Linked DNA regions of Sus scrofa: regions 1 and 3 are each linked to region 2. A link is a contact called in public Hi-C and promoter capture Hi-C data. All regions are on one chromosome and are shown on one strand. Each heading gives the region's core, a stretch centred on a gene start, on an enhancer-like site or on the middle of the called end of the contact. The rest is flanking DNA. Distances are from core to core; before and after follow the strand shown.

The links. Promoter capture Hi-C pulls out the DNA fragments that hold promoters and counts their contacts. A called contact is a pair of places that touch in the nucleus more often than the background predicts.
Region 1: a contact with region 2 is called in a promoter capture Hi-C map of liver, with 2.1 times the contacts expected there. The contact joins two enhancer-like sites. A contact is called at or near these places in 1 of 5 promoter capture datasets (liver) and 1 of 47 Hi-C or Micro-C datasets (heart right ventricle).
Region 3: a contact with region 2 is called in a Hi-C map of heart right ventricle, with 2.1 times the contacts expected there. The contact joins two enhancer-like sites. A contact is called at or near these places in 2 of 47 Hi-C or Micro-C datasets (embryonic fibroblasts and heart right ventricle).

Annotation. Positions count from the first base shown.
Region 1 is chr12:4,077,904-4,082,785 of Sscrofa11.1, forward strand. The region is part of intron 2 of LOC102162292 (a long non-coding RNA gene); the gene reads left to right. Among named protein-coding and RNA genes, the nearest start is that of TNRC6C, 140 kb to the left of the region's middle. Within about 2 kb of position 1,703, at least 19 of the 83 cell types and tissues checked have an H3K27ac peak or open chromatin away from gene starts, as enhancers often do.
Region 2 is chr12:3,949,187-3,954,084 of Sscrofa11.1, forward strand. It overlaps the pseudogene LOC106504791. Among named protein-coding and RNA genes, the nearest start is that of TNRC6C, 13 kb to the left of the region's middle. Within about 2 kb of position 1,540, at least 14 of the 83 cell types and tissues checked have an H3K27ac peak or open chromatin away from gene starts, as enhancers often do.
Region 3 is chr12:4,099,875-4,104,825 of Sscrofa11.1, forward strand. All of the region lies in intron 2 of LOC102162292 (a long non-coding RNA gene), which reads left to right. Among named protein-coding and RNA genes, the nearest start is that of TNRC6C, 160 kb to the left of the region's middle. Within about 2 kb of position 1,412, at least 31 of the 83 cell types and tissues checked have an H3K27ac peak or open chromatin away from gene starts, as enhancers often do.

The DNA of each region.
Region 1 (4,882 bases), core at 453-2,952, 130 kb after region 2:
AAACTGACCTCTTTCTGCTCAACGTGGGAAGACTCTCCTGCCCTCCGAGGTCTGGTTAGGGGCTCTTCTGCCCGCCTTGCGTACCCTGAGCGTGGGGCTTGGCTGCAGGAAAATGGATCGGCGTGGCTGCGACCCACTCTCCTAACGGGGGGGGGGGACGTGTGGTGGTGCTGGGGGTCAGAGCGCCCTCAACCAGATCTCCAGCCGGGTCGTTCTGCTGTTTAATGTGATTTGCTGTGAACAGCTGCCTTTAAGCTTTTCCCGGGTGTTTGGAGGCCTTGGGGAGAGGAGTCCGGGGACCAGGCTCCATCCTGCTCTGTGTGGACACTGAGCCCAGAGATGAACCCAGAAGGGACGGGCGCGGGTGTGACCCCAGCCGCCAGCGCTGACCGCTGACCTGAGGCCGGGCACTCTCCCTCCCGCCCGGCCAGGGCTGGAGGCTTCCAGGGAGGGGCTGCACTCTCATTCTGCCCTGGCCTCGGCGAGAAGGAGGTGGCGACGCTGAGGAAAGGCTTTGGGCAGAGGAAGGGATGTCGGGCCCCTAGACTCCAGCCACGCAAGAGATGTCCCTGGGAGCCCGCTGGCATCGGCCAGACCCCTCCCCTCTCCCCTTCCCCGCTGCGTGCGGGCCTGCTGGCTCTGCCCCCCGGGAGGGGAGTGGGAGGTGACCCTGCAGGTCGCCTGGAATAAAGTAATGGGAAGAGAACCCTGATTCATGGGAGGGACTTGGATGCCAAGGAAACTCCCTCAGTGGCTTTCCTTTCTTCAGCCGCTGCTTCCCGGGGCGGGGACAGCCGCCTTTGCTTTTCAGCGGCCGTGTGTGACTCAGAGGCCGAGGTGCCCAGGGAGGAGAGGGCAGAAGACCCAGGTGTGGGGTGAGGACGGGCCTGTGTGGGAGGGCAGAGCGGGAGCTCGGACGCAGGCATGGTACCAGCCTATGCCGATCGGTGGTGAGGCGTCGGGAGTTTTCTCCAGACCAGCTCTGGGCTGTGGGTTCTGCATGCTCGCCTTCTTCCACCCTCATCTCATCACCTCCGGGCAGCGGGCAGTGTCTATGGATGCCCCTGTTTGGAGGAGGACGCAGAGTGTGCCCGAGAGAGTGTCTCTGATTCCAAAGTCCCATTGCTTCAAGGTCATGAGCTGCTGCCTCTTGGCCCCAGGGCCTGTCCTTGAAGCGAATGAAGGCAACCCTCACAGAAGGTGGCACATGCTCCCAGGGCACGGCTAGGGGAGCTGCGCGGCGCTGGGGCATCCGGAGGGAAGGGGTTTGTCTTGCTTATCCTGGGTGAGGCTGGCACTCTCTGGATCTTTCCGGCAACCCGCTCTCCACTGGCGCAGGGCTGTGGAGGGCCTGGAGGCAGCGGGTACTTCTGGGCACACATCTGGGAGACCCTCACTGCCTCCCTAAGGCTGGTGTGAGCAGGTGGGAGGTAGAACCGTAAACAAGAACCAGCGTATCGAGATCTTAACCTTTCACACAATAAAGCCCCAAACAGCAGAGCAGGGGAAGCGCACAAAGAAACGCGGCAGGTTTTCTCAACTGCGGGGTCACGCCCTGAAGATGCTGCGGGCAGCTCGGAGCTCTCTGCCGCCCGGACCCCTCCTCTTTCTGCCGCTGGGCGCAAGCACAGTGCTGCCTCGCAGCCCCTCCACCTCAGCGGATACCCTGGCCTGACTCCAAGGCGCAGAAAGGCCTCGCAGTGTTCTCTCTCCGTTATGGTCCTCAGACGCTGTGAGTCATGCGTTTGTATTTTTAGCAACACACAGGAATCTGCTGCATGAAAAAGAATCAGAGGGGCACTTGCCCGATTAACCCAACAAAGGCAATTACTTTGGATCTAACCCACAGAGAGGGGCTGGCCGGGCAGTGCTCCTTGATCCAGGAAAGAGACAGAGGGCTGGTGGTGCCCCAGGATGAACGTGCCCCAAGGGGTCCCCTGGGCACCCACGTGGAGCTGCCTCTCCAGGTGGGTGGTGGGCTTGGACCTGGAGCCCTGGGCATTGTGGACACTGGGCTGGCTCAGGGCAAGCCGTCTCCACCTGGAAAGGTGAAAGCAGGTGGGTTCCGTCCGCCCAAGTCCCCAGCGCCCCCCACCGGCTGCACGGCCTCCAGGGAGCCCTGCCCAGGCTAATCATGGTTCTTCTGTCCCCACCACTTGACCATCTGCCTAATGAAGTGGCCGAGCATTCGGCACATAGAGGAGGGGTTGGCCCAGGTCTTCCTGGCTTCTCTTACAGGACCGCAGGGAAGACAAAATGAAAGGACGCGGAGAAGCACTCTGCTAAATTAAAAAGCATGATGCAAATGAGGTGCAGAATAATTCTCATCGCCCCCTCCCCGGAAGGTGGCCCTCTGGATGCTGGGTGGGGCTGAGCTTCCTGAGATGAACCTGTCATTCATCAAAGATCAGCTCCCTTTGCTCCTGGAAAGAAACGCAGATTTCTGTGGGTTGCATCGTGTAGCGAGGTGGCCCCTGCATCCCCTGCTTTGTCAGTTCAGAGCTGTGGTCCCCTCTCTGCTGCCTTGTACTCCTGGGGGGCCCACAGGGCCACCCCGAACCCCAGCACCCACAGAAGGGGAGCAGGCCTGTGTAAACGTCCCCATCATGGACGCCCAGAGCATCTGAGGCAGGAGGGTGCTCTGGGTCCAAGCCAGCGGGCTCGAGTGGGTTGGCACCCCTCCCTCACCCCATTTAGGCCTCTCAGCTTCCTGCAGGCTGATCTCACAACAGTTCTCTTGCAATTGCCCTGAGTCTTTTTTAAAATTGGATTGATTGATTGATTGATTTTTGTCTTTTGTCTTTCTAGGGCCGCACCCGCAGCATATGGAGGTTCCCAGGCTAGAGGTCTCATCGGAGCTGTAGCCGCCAGCCTACGCCAGAGCCACAGCAATGCAGGATCCGAGCTGAGTCTGCAACCTACACCACAGCTCATTGCTCCGCCGGATCCTTAACACACCGAGCAAGGCCTGGGATCGAACCCGAATCCCCATGGATACTAGTCACGTTTGTTGCCACTGAGTCACAACGGGAACTCCAGGAACTCCTTTTAAAAAAAAAAAAGTGTGAAAATAGCATAACAACATTAAATTTCTGAAAAAGTCTAAATCACCCACAAGCCCTCCGTTAACACAACGTGGCCTCTCCCCCCCCACCTCCCACCCCCCCCCCCCGCCCCCGGCTGCACCACATGCAGCTTCTCACGGGCCCCTGGCTGCTGCTTTTCGGTCTCCTCGGATTTGATCAAATCAGATTTTCTCAAACACTGCTGTGTATCTGTCACCTTGCCATTCCTAGACACAGACTCCTTCACCCTCCTGTCTGCCCACCAGTGTCCCCAAGGCTGTCTGTCTCCTCACCCCGTACCCTCCCCTCCCCAGCCTGCCAGCTCTCTCTTCTGGGGGCCTTTCCCTGTGGCCAGGACCACGCCTGCCCCAGGTCTGCTGTCCACCTTGAGGTGCAATCCTGTGCATTTACCTGCCCCGTGGGGCTTCCCAGACAATCCCAGTTCATTCCAGGGCCTCAGGAGAGTGGCAGAGTCATGACAAGTGCTGATGTGCCGAGAACGAGGCTTTTCCAGGGAGTGTGCCCTTTCCCCGTCACGTTTTTAGAACCTCAGATGGCGTGTCTGGGCTGTGGGATGACGACAGTGTTATTTTATTTCTCCCTTGTCCTTGTTCTTATTAAATAAAGTTAGATCTGTTTTTAATCCTTTACATTTTTTTTCAACGTTTCATCATGAAGATTTTTTAATGAACCCATGGAAAGGGGGCTCTTTCTCTTAATTGGCTGGTTCTTCCCGTCAGGCAGGAATGTGGTCTGTACGTGGGCAGGCGCACCTGCCGTGCAGGTGTGTTTGGGATGCTGCTGCTGAGTGGTATCACCAGTCCTCTCTACTCCAAGGGGATCTGACTTTCTCTTTCGTGGGGTGCACCGTAAGGACAAAAGAATAATGTTTATGGGGCACTTGCCACATGCAATGGACTGTGCCAGGTGCGAGCTGATTCTCAGCCTTCAAAGAGTCCTTGGACCTGGGAGGGTAACGGACCTGTAACCACAGCCGAGGTGGGGTGCTCGACAAAAGAGCTGAGCGGCATATGGAGGAGGGGGGGGCCAATGAGGTCAGGGAGGGCGGCAGGGGTCCCTCCCATTTTAACTGGGTCCTGGGTAGCTGAGCGGGGTAGGAAGGCAGAGGCTTCTAGCTTGAGCAAACGGGGACGTGGAGGAGCCCTGGGCCTCAGGGCCCCATGTGGCTCAGTCAGGACTCAGGATGCAGACGGGAGAGGGGGTTGGAAAGCTAGGTCGAGGTCAGATGGTGAAGGGTACTGGTGGCAGGCTAAGGATTTTGCAGCAGGTGTGCTCAGGTGGACATCACTGGGGGCGCCCCTGTGGGACAGGTGTGTATAAGAAAACGTGGCTGGGAGTTCCCGTCGTGGCTCAGTGGTTAACAAGTCCGACTAAGAACCATGAGGCTGGGGGTTCGATCCCTGGCCTGCTCAGTGGGTTAAAGATCCGGCGTTGCTGTGACCTGTGGTGTAGGTTGAAGACGTGTCTCATATCCTGAGTTGCTGTGGCTCTGGCGTAGGCCGGTGGCTACAGCTCCGATGAGACCCCTAGCCTGGGAACCTCCATATGCTTCGGAGTGGCCCTAGAAAAGGCAAACACACACACACACAAAAAAAAAAAAAAAAAGAAAAGAAAAGAAAAGAAAACATTGCTGGGTGGGAAGAGCGTAGGGGAGCTGGGGGAGGAGGTGGTGGGGTGGGGACCGATTAGGAGGCGGTTGCAAAGGCTCAGGGAAAATGGCAGAAGCCCACCTGGGCAGGAAGGTGAAGCCGGGGAGAGGGAGTCAGAAACACTCAAGAGATAGAGGCCAAAGTTGC
Region 2 (4,898 bases), core at 290-2,789:
TTTGGAGAAATGTCTATTTAGAACGTCTGCCCATTTTTTGATTGGGTTGTTTGGGGGTTTTTTTGATACAAAGCTGAATAAGATGTTTGCATATTTTGGAGATTAATCCCTTGCTGCTTGCTTTGTTTGTAAAGATTTTCTCACAGTCTGTGGGTTGTCTTTTTTTTTTTAATAATTTCCTCTGCTGTATCAGTTTTTAAGTTTAATTAGGTCTCATTTGTTTACTTTTGGTTTTATTTTCATTACTCTAGGAGGTGGATCCAAAAAGATCTTGCTGTGATTTCCGTGGAAGAGCATTCTGCATAGGTTTTCCTTGAGGAGTTTAGAGTATCTGTCAAAGACTTTAAAGCAGTTACCCTAACTGTGCTCCCGGAGGCAAATGAAGGTAAATGCTCTTGAAACGAATGGGAGTATAGGTGTTTAGAGCAGACATGTAGAAACTATAAAAAGAGAACCAAATGGAAATTTCACAACTGAAACATAGGAGATCTGAGTTAAAGACTTCATCAGATGGGCACAATGAAAGAACGGGTATGAGAGGAAAGAGTCTGTGAACTTAATACAGCAACAGAAATGGTCCAACTCGAAGGACAGAGGGAAGACTTTCAAAAACGCAGAGTCTCCTAATGTCCCTGGAGTTCCAGGAGAAGGGGACAAAGAGACTGGCGAAGAAAAACAATCGGAAAAAAATAGTGGGAAACTCCCCAAATTTGCTGACATAGATGAATTTATAGATTCAAAAGCTCTGTGAACTCTAAAAAGAATAAACCCAAAGAAAACCATACCCAGACATGCTATATATTAAGGACAAGCACCTTAATATATGACAAAAGGATATATGCTGTATAATTCCACTTATATGACACTCCAGAAAAAGAAAAATTATAGGAATGTCAAGCAGTAATTGCCTGTGGCTGGGGTTGGAGGGAGATGCTGACTGCAAAGGGGCAGAGCAAGGGAACTTTTTTGGAGGATGACAGAACTGTCCTGAAGCTTAATGTGATGGTAGTTATGTGTCTATAAATGTTATATATATACTATGAAACTTACATAAGTATACACCAGAGAGTAAATTGCACCGTGTGTAAACTTTTCACAAAGTGGGGAAAAAAGGCCCAGCAAAAATAAAAAAGCAAAAGCAAAACAATACTGACCTGTGGTGGGGGGTGGAGATTCTGGAGGAGGCTGAGTCCTCTCGTCGTGCTCCCCCCCCCACCTCCAGCCCTGAGCCAGCGGGAGCTGAAGGTTCAGTTCAGTGGAGGAGGGACATGGAAGGGGCTGGGAGGAACTGAGTTAAAGATTTTCCTCTCCCAAAGGACCAGTGTACCAGGAAGCTGACCGCAGGAACCTTCATTCGGAAGGATGGGGAACTGCCAGAGAGCCAGGAGAGGCCTGCAAAATCAGCTGGCCTCAACGCATTCCAAGAGAACTGACAGTATTTTCATTTTAGTGCTAATACAGACTTCAGCCCCAGGACTTCTCTGGGGCACTTCTTAGCAGTGCTTTCGCTTCTCACCTGATAAACACAGGTCGCGAGGCTTGCTGTCTAACCTCGGGCAGAGACAGATCCATTTCCCTGCTCCGCCCACACTTTCCTGCCTTCTGTTATCTTCTTCCATTGGCTTTTATCACAGAGCAACTGTCCTTCACTGGGCAGGCTTTTCTCTGAACAACAAAGGTGAAGATCCCCCTCTGCTACTGTTGACTCTCAGCTCCCTTTACTCCTCCCTTTGGTAACTGTACCCAGTTCCCTGGAGGATCAGTTCCTCCTCTCTCTGACCTTCAGGGCAGTGGCTCCGGAGGTGTGTCCGGCCAATTACAAATCACGGCAGCCTTTTCACAAAGATGGCGCCGAAGGTGAGGAAGGAAGCCCCTGCCCCTGCAAAGCTGAAGCCAAAGCAAAGGCTTTGAAGGCCAAGGAAGCAGTGTTGAAAGGCATCCGCAGCCACAAAAAAAGAAGATCCCTCCGGATGTCACCCAGCTTCCGATGGCCCAAAACACTGCTGCTCGGGAGGCAGCCCGCATATCCTTGAAAGAGCGCCCCGAAGAGAAACAAGCTTGACCACTGTGCCATCATCAAGTTCCCTCTCCACTGAGCCAGCCATGAAGAAGACAGAACACGACAGGCTTGTGTTCACTGTGGAAGTCAAGGCCAACAAGCACCATATTCAACAGGCTGTGAAGAAGCTCTGTGACACTGATGTGGCTACCGTCAGCACTCTCATCAGGCCTGATGGAGAAAAGAAGGCATATATTCCACTGGCTCCTGACTATGATGCTTTGGATGCTGCTTACAAAATTGGGATCGTCTAAACTGAGTCCAGCTGGCTAATTCTAAATATACAAGTCTTCACTTTAAAAAAAAAAATTAAAAATTGCATTTTCTAGGCCACAGTGCTTTTAGATTCAGGATGACTCTGCATGTGCACTTCATAGGACCATGGTCAAGCTGAAGGTCTCCCCCAGAGGGCCTGAAAATAAAGCTGAAGCCATGGGCGAGAAGCTAAGCAATGGGATGAGAGTTAAGCCTTGAACCCAGGAACGAGGCATTTCTGTGGCCTGGTACCTAGGGCCTCGCCCCTTCCTGGTCCTACCAGGCCAGTGGAGACACTCCTTGGAAAGCAGATCTTGAGTCTACTGGCAAACGGCAGGAGCAGACTCACCTCAGAGAATGTGCTTACATGGGGATTAGCTCTTGCTGCCTAGATTTTGCAGGCTGCTGGGCCTGGCTTTTCAGCTTTTCCTTCACATCGTTCCAAAAGCCCCTCTTTCCCTCCCCCCTTAATTTGTACATAGTCATTTTCTGTTGCTTATAATCAAAGAATCCTGATAAGGACAGTTTCTCAACAATCTATTTATTTAATTTAGACCTTACTAAGTAGGAGTAACTAAGTACTAACCACTTAGTACCTTACCAAGTAAGTGCTAACTGGATTTAGCACTATTTGATTATGACTTGTCTCAAACTAATCATGTTCAGTAAACTTTTTTTTTTTTTTTTTTAGGACTGCATCATGGCATATGGAGGTTCCCAGTCTAGGGGTTGAATCAGAGCTACAGCTGCCAGCCTACACCACAGCCACAGCAACGCCCAATCCTTAACCCACTGAGCGAGGCCAGAGATCGAACCCACAACCTCATGGTTCCTAGTTGGATTTGTTTCCACTGAGCCACGACAGGAACTCGATGTAAACATTTTTAACTACTATAAAAATTGCTATAGGAGTTCCCTGGTGGCCTAACAGTTAAGGACTTGGTGTTATCACTGCTGTGGCTCAGGTTTGATCCCTGGCCCTGGAACTTCTGCATGTCATAGGTGTGGCCAAAAAACAAAACAAACCTGCTTTAGTATTATTGCTATATTACATGTCAGTTACAAGCGCCTGGCCGAAAACACACAAACTCCTCCCCCAAAAAACCCAAACTGCTTTGGTAATAATACTACATTACATGTCAATTACAAGTATAGAAGTTATAGGTAACATTTTGTGAAAATGTTTTCTTTATTTCATTTCTAAGTCTAAAGTAGCCTCAGATTAAGTCAGAAAATGACACTGTAGTTTTTACTGTTGCTCCATTTTCAGAGTCAATTTATATAATAAACTTGAACACATACTTAAATATGTTTAAAGAGAAGCAAATCTCCAACCAATCTCTCAGATACAGTAGTCCTTGTTGGCACAGTCTAGTACGCAAGCTATAGGATTTATTATTATCATTATTATTTGGTCTTTTTGCCTTTTCTAGGGCCACTCCCGTGGCATATGGAGATTCCCAGGCTAGGGGTCGAATCAGAGATGTTGCTGCTGGCCTATGCCAGAGACACAGCAACAAGGGATCCAAGCCACGTCTGCGACCTACACCACAGCTCGCAGCAATGCTGTATCCTTAACCCACTGAGCAAGGCCAGGGATCGAACCTCCGTCCTCATGGACACTAGTCAGATTCGTTAACCACTGTGCCATGACGGGAACTCCAAGAATTTATTATTATTATTAAAGTATACTTGATTTATAATGCTGTGCCAATTTCTGTAGAGCAAAGTAACTCTGTCTCATATATGTGTACATATACATATATATTTGAATATATATATTCTTTTAAAAATATTTTTTCCATCATGGTCTATCCCAAGAGATTGGATATAGTTTCCTGTACTGTACAGTAGGACAAAGTGGTTATTAAAAATAATAAGGATTTCGTTGTGAGAACATTTTAAAATATGTACTGTGTAACCAATGATAAGCATGCTTTACCCCAAAGTGTCTACTTCCAACTACTGAGGAATTGAGAGGCAGGGAATGGTGCGGGCTATTGATTTATTGCCTCTCGGCTCCACACTCCGAAACCTGGGACCTTTAAACATCTTCCTTTGCCAGCCGGCGCCGTGTCACCGTGTATTCAATAGAGGGTGCTAGAGACACGCAGCGGGAAAGGAGGGCTCTGCTCCCGGCGCCTCTATAACCCCCCCCCCCCCGGGGGGAGGACCTTCTCAGGGACTTCCACCCCATACCCACGCTCAGGGCCTTTTCTGCCATCCCTTGAGCCATGGCTGTATCCTCTCCAGAGGTGTGGACCTCAGCCAGGGGGCTCTCGTGAGGTGTCTTATCTCAGTTCTGGGGGCTACCCCCTACCCCTGCTATTCCTACAAAATTTGAAGCTTTAAAGCTTTCTTTACCTCCGACTAGCAAATCCCTCATTACTCCAAAGCCCTGACAGAGTTAGCTGATTTTTATATTAAACTTCCCTGTTCACATTACTGTTTGGTTTCTCTCTCCTGATTGATAGAAGAATCCTTAAATCAGAGCTCATTTCAATCCTGACAATACACTGGAGACTTAATACTGCCACACCAATAATAAGTAAAATTCACAGATGGGCCTCAATAACAAATAAAT
Region 3 (4,951 bases), core at 162-2,661, 150 kb after region 2:
GATGGTGGGTGAGTCGAGTCCCTGGTCGGGGAGGGGGCGGCTCTCCGAGCCCCCCCTCCACCGCCTGCACTCGTGGAGTGTGACAGCAGCGCATTTTGAGAGCTGGCACAGAGGTGCCCCGTGTACAAACGTGCCGATCTGGGCGCTGAGGGTAACGAGAGGCTGGGTGATTCCGCGCCCTCCTGCCGCAGCCCCAAGCATATTTAGCTTAAGGCGAGGCTCGGGGAGTAGTACAGGGCCTTCTCCGAGACCCCTGCTTGAAGGCTCTCTCTCTAAGAAGACAGGCGGGCACCCTCCTCTCCCACCAGGTCCCACGGCCAGGGCTGGTCTCTCTAACTCTGAGGAGGCGGGGGGAGGGCAGTCTCCTCTCAGTCTCCGCCCCCCCCCCCCCCCCGTTTCCTTCGCCCACCTCCTCCAGACTGGGTGCCCCCACACTGAACCCAGGGGAGAAGCTCTTCCCATTTTCCACGTGCCCCATTCTTCTGGGCCTTTGCTGGGTCACCAAGGCCCTCCTGTGGGGGGAGAGTCCTGCCGTGCAGGGGACAAGAGGCGTGTCTGTAAATACTGATCCTCCAAGGGGGAGGTTGAGGAGTGGGGGTATCTGGTGACAAGTGCAGACACAAGAGGGCCACACGGATTCTGGGAGCCCCTGGTCAGGAGGTCTGTCCCCTGTGGCCAGGGCTATTGCCCTGTTCAAACCGTGCAGCGAGGCCCCTCAGTGGGCATCTAGAGCCCCCGCGAACCAGGGGCCCTGGAGCATGTGCTGTTTTCCTGTAACTGTCCTTCTCAAGTGGAAGTTCACGTTAACTGCGCGGCCAGCTGCTGTGCGATGGAAAAGCCATTACAGCCCCTTCCTGTCCTTTTGATCAAACCCTTCGACTCCCAGGGCGCCCTCATTTCTGATTGTTGGAAAAGCACATTGACGGGGCGGAGGGGGGGCGGTGGTGCAGGCCCCTCCAGGTGACCAGGCTCCGGTCCTGGAGGAGGACAATTCGGGCAGACCCCTTCCTTGGGGCTCTGAGCCCAGCGCCGTCTGCAGGCGAGGGGTCTTCCTTGGGGGTCTTGAGTAGAGCCCCGTGCATGGGCTCCCGCAGGCGGAGTCAGCCAGCTGTGCCACTGGCTACTCTCTGGGCATCTTGGGGTGGGGTTTCCATGCTGCTTCTCAGCAGGACAGCCATGCTCCCCAGCCGCTCACAGCAGTCCACCGTGAGGGCAGCTGGCTCTTCTTGCAGCATCTGCCCAGGCCAAGCTGGCAGTTTCCTGCATTTGCAAAGCCAGGGCACTGAGAGGATGTGGGAGGGGCAGCTTCCGGCCCTGGCGTCTTGGCAGCCGTTCCCAGGCAAGAATCCACCCCCAGCCCTGCCATTGGTTCTCCTGCCTCTTCCGGGCAGAGTGGGGAGCAGCGCCTGCTCCTCGGGGGCTGGTCCATCCCATCACCCAGGCTGCCCAGGGGCGGTCATACCCACTAGATTAGGGGACCCCCTGGGGCCCGGTGCCCTCCTGCCAGCCGCACAAAGAGGTCAGCCTCGTGCCTGTGCCGTAGGCCTCTGTGGCGTCATTTACCTTGTCCGCTGCCAGCTTGGCTGGCCCTCCTTCGCTCCTCCCCGGGGCCTCTGCCCTTCACAGTGCCCTGTTGTTGCTGGAAGAGCAGGCAGGCACCCTGGCCCTGGCTTTCCGCCCTGTCTCCTGGAGGGCAGTGTTTGGTTGGCCACCGCAGGCAGCCCCAGGGCTGGCTCGGCTAGTGGGGAACTGGACGCCCTTCTGGAACACCAGCTTCCCAAGGGCAGGCCCCACTGGCTTCTCCATGGCTGCACTTCCAGCATCCAGAGCAGCACCGAGCAGGGCTTAGGGCGCAGGGGTGAACATACAAGTGACCAAAGAGGTGACAACACCCCTTCCCTCCCCCAGCCCGGAGTGGGTGCATTGGTACCTTCCCATCGAACAGAAGCTGACCTCTGGGAGGCCCTGGGCCCTGGGCAGTGAAAGGCAGGCCCAGGATGGAGGGGTTGTGTGGTGAGGGGCAGGAGAGGCAGGGGGAGGGCCGAGCCTGGAGAACTCCAGAAGCCTGGATCAGGAGAGACCCCTGCTTATCAGGAGTCCCTCCGCCTCCAGCCAGAGTGGCTGGATAGGCCACCCCGTTGGCGTGGCCTCGAGGGTAGGAAGCCATGTTGTGCAGGGACCCAGGTCTGGGTCCACATTGCTGTGTGACCCCAGGGAGACTTCTCAGCCTCTCTGTGCCTGTTTCCCATCAGTTACAGAGGAGTGACAACAGCCATAATCGCAGGGTTATTAGGAAGACTCAATGTGATGATGCATGAGAATGTTTAAAATAGTCCCGGCACATGGTTAATTTTTAATAAATTTTAGGGATAAGTTGCCAGTAATAATAATAGCCAAAGTGCAGATGTTGATAAGACCCTCAGGAAATAAGAGGCTTGTGTTTTGTACCCCAGACCACGGCTGGCTGTGTGATCTGGGCACATGCAGTTGTCTCTGGTCTCTGGATGAGCTCCCTGTTAGTTACCGTCAGAGGGGCCTGGGGCAGATGGCTGCTGGGTCTGAACTTGGTCCTGTGACCTTTCCCCGCTGAGTGGTGGGAGCGCTTGGGCTCACCCTTTGCAGTTCCAAGAGCGCGTACATCCCATCCTTGCGCCTTCTCTGGGCCGTGCTCTGGCCAGTGGCCGCCGTCATCAGGTTCCCAGGGAGCAAACCAAGGCCCGGGTCGGGTAACGACTCAGCCCCCATCGCACCTTCCTGGCCACGAAGGGCCTCTTCCTAGAGTTCCTGTGGCCTCACACTCTGACATCTGTGAGGCCTGTTGGTTGTTGGTTTTCAATACGTGGTCATCTTCTGTGGTATCAACCCGGATGACTGATGCTAATGTGTGCAAGCCTGTCCCGGGGAGGGAGCTGACATGGGGTTCGAGTAGGAATGTTCTAGAACATGCTATTAGGAGCACATGACAGCCATGTAGCGTGGATCTGGTGCCTGAGAGGTGACAGAGTACTTGCTCAGCTTATGGCATCTGTTCTTCTCAACAGCCCGGGAGGCTCAGGATGCAGGGATTTGCCCTCAGGCCCAGAACCGGCAAGTGGTGTCAAGGCGGGACTTGCACCCAGATATGTGGCTTCCGAGCCCAAAGCTGCCCTCTCTGAAGTCCACTAGCACCCGAGACGTGGCCAGGGCCTGAGGGCCATTGAACTTTTGCTCCTCTGGGGAGAAAGCTCAGGCAGAAGCCATGTTCTGTTCTCCAGGGAAACCGTGACCCACCATTGACCCATCACAGCCCAGGGGATGCTGGGAAAATCCCTCTCAGGTGCCGAGATCCCTCCCCCGCCCCACGGTTGTTCTAAAGAGGGAGCCAACCACCCGGGGAACATTCCCCAGGAATAATTGCTAAAAGGCCTAATTTTGGAGATAACCACCGTTATAAACGTCTCATTACTTTAATTAAAGGCTCATCCATCACTGACGCACTGCTCCCCCGAAGCAGAGGGGCTCAGGCAGCAGCAGCATCCAGTGTGAGCTCGACTGGGAGGCAGAGTGAGGGCTTGCACCGCACTCCCCCTCAGCCTCCTTTATGGATGCTGGCGGCCCCGCCAAACCTCGCAGGAACACCCCATTTCCTCCCCCATGGCCCCGGTGGCCTGTGCCCCTGCAAAGACCCTCCCTGCCCCTGCTGCCATGTTGGCAAAGCTGAGACGGCCTTGGAGGAGCCAGGCTGTGACCTTGCAGACAAGAAGGATCAGCGAAGAGCAGAGAAACTCAGGACAGCGGGTGTGACCCCAGCACGTGTGCTGGTTGGGAGGTCGGGGGTGTCTCTGCCCCAACGAGGCCATTGTCACCTCAGTTCGTCAAAGTCCTGCCTCGCCCTGGGGCCCTTTACCGCCTGAGTCTGCCCAGTAAGTGCCCCTGCTCTGCTAGGAGGCTCGGCATCCCACTGGCGCGCACAGCGCGATTGCTTTCTCTCCTCTCCTATCAGTGGGCATTTGGACCAGCGTTTGGCTACTGCATATAAGTTGCTGTCAGTATCCTGGTAGCTGTCTCTGGATCTGTGGGGGCAGGATGTCCCCTTGGTGTATGTTCCGGACTGGGGTGGCTGGGTCAAGGCCACGGGAACACGCAGGCTGAGTTCTGCCCCCGCTTCTCCAGCCCCTTCCCGTCTCCTGAGCCCCTGCTGCGTACCAGCTCCTGTAGGGGGCGCTTCCCTTCAACCTCAGAACCATGCTGTGTGGGAGATTCCATTGTCCCCCTTTTATAGATAGATCTAAGGCTCAGAGGGACTGTCACTGGTCAAGGCCACTTAGCTGATAAGTAGCTGGGCCAGAATCAAACCCAGATCCCATGGCAGCGGGTGTGGGGGGTGGGGGGAGGGCAAATTCCTTGATCTCAAGGCCCCTCTGCCCCTTGCCCCCCACACCCAGCATTCTGGGGCGCCCCTGGCACATTAAAGCCTGCCTGGACAAGGCCGGTGATCAGTGCCTCCAATGGGGAGCAGGGCGGAGGTGCCCGCGTGACTGCTGCCCTACCGGCACCTGCAGCTGGCGTGCCTCCTGGGGGGCAGGTTCCCAGCCCCTGCCTCGCTCACGTTTTACTTTCTCCTAAGTGGCCTCCAGAGATGCCATTTCCCGTTACAAAATCTGGCTCCATCCAACCATCCCGGCAAATGGCCCATCAGCTCAGCCCATCCACAGGCAGCAAGAGACGTGGACCAGGGGAAGGAATTGAGCAGGGACTTTTATTCCTTCCTGGGGTTAAACCTCCCAGTTTGAGGTAAAACAAATTCCTCACTGGAGCTCATCACCTCCAGCTGGGCTGTAGGAAGCCCCATTTAATCAGATCACTTAGCTCTGAATCACGCTAACGAGATGACGGGCAGGGCTGACTCTGCCCTCGTGCAAGGCCAGTCTCGGGGGACGAGGGCAGTCTGGCAGGCGGGGGGTGGCTGGCT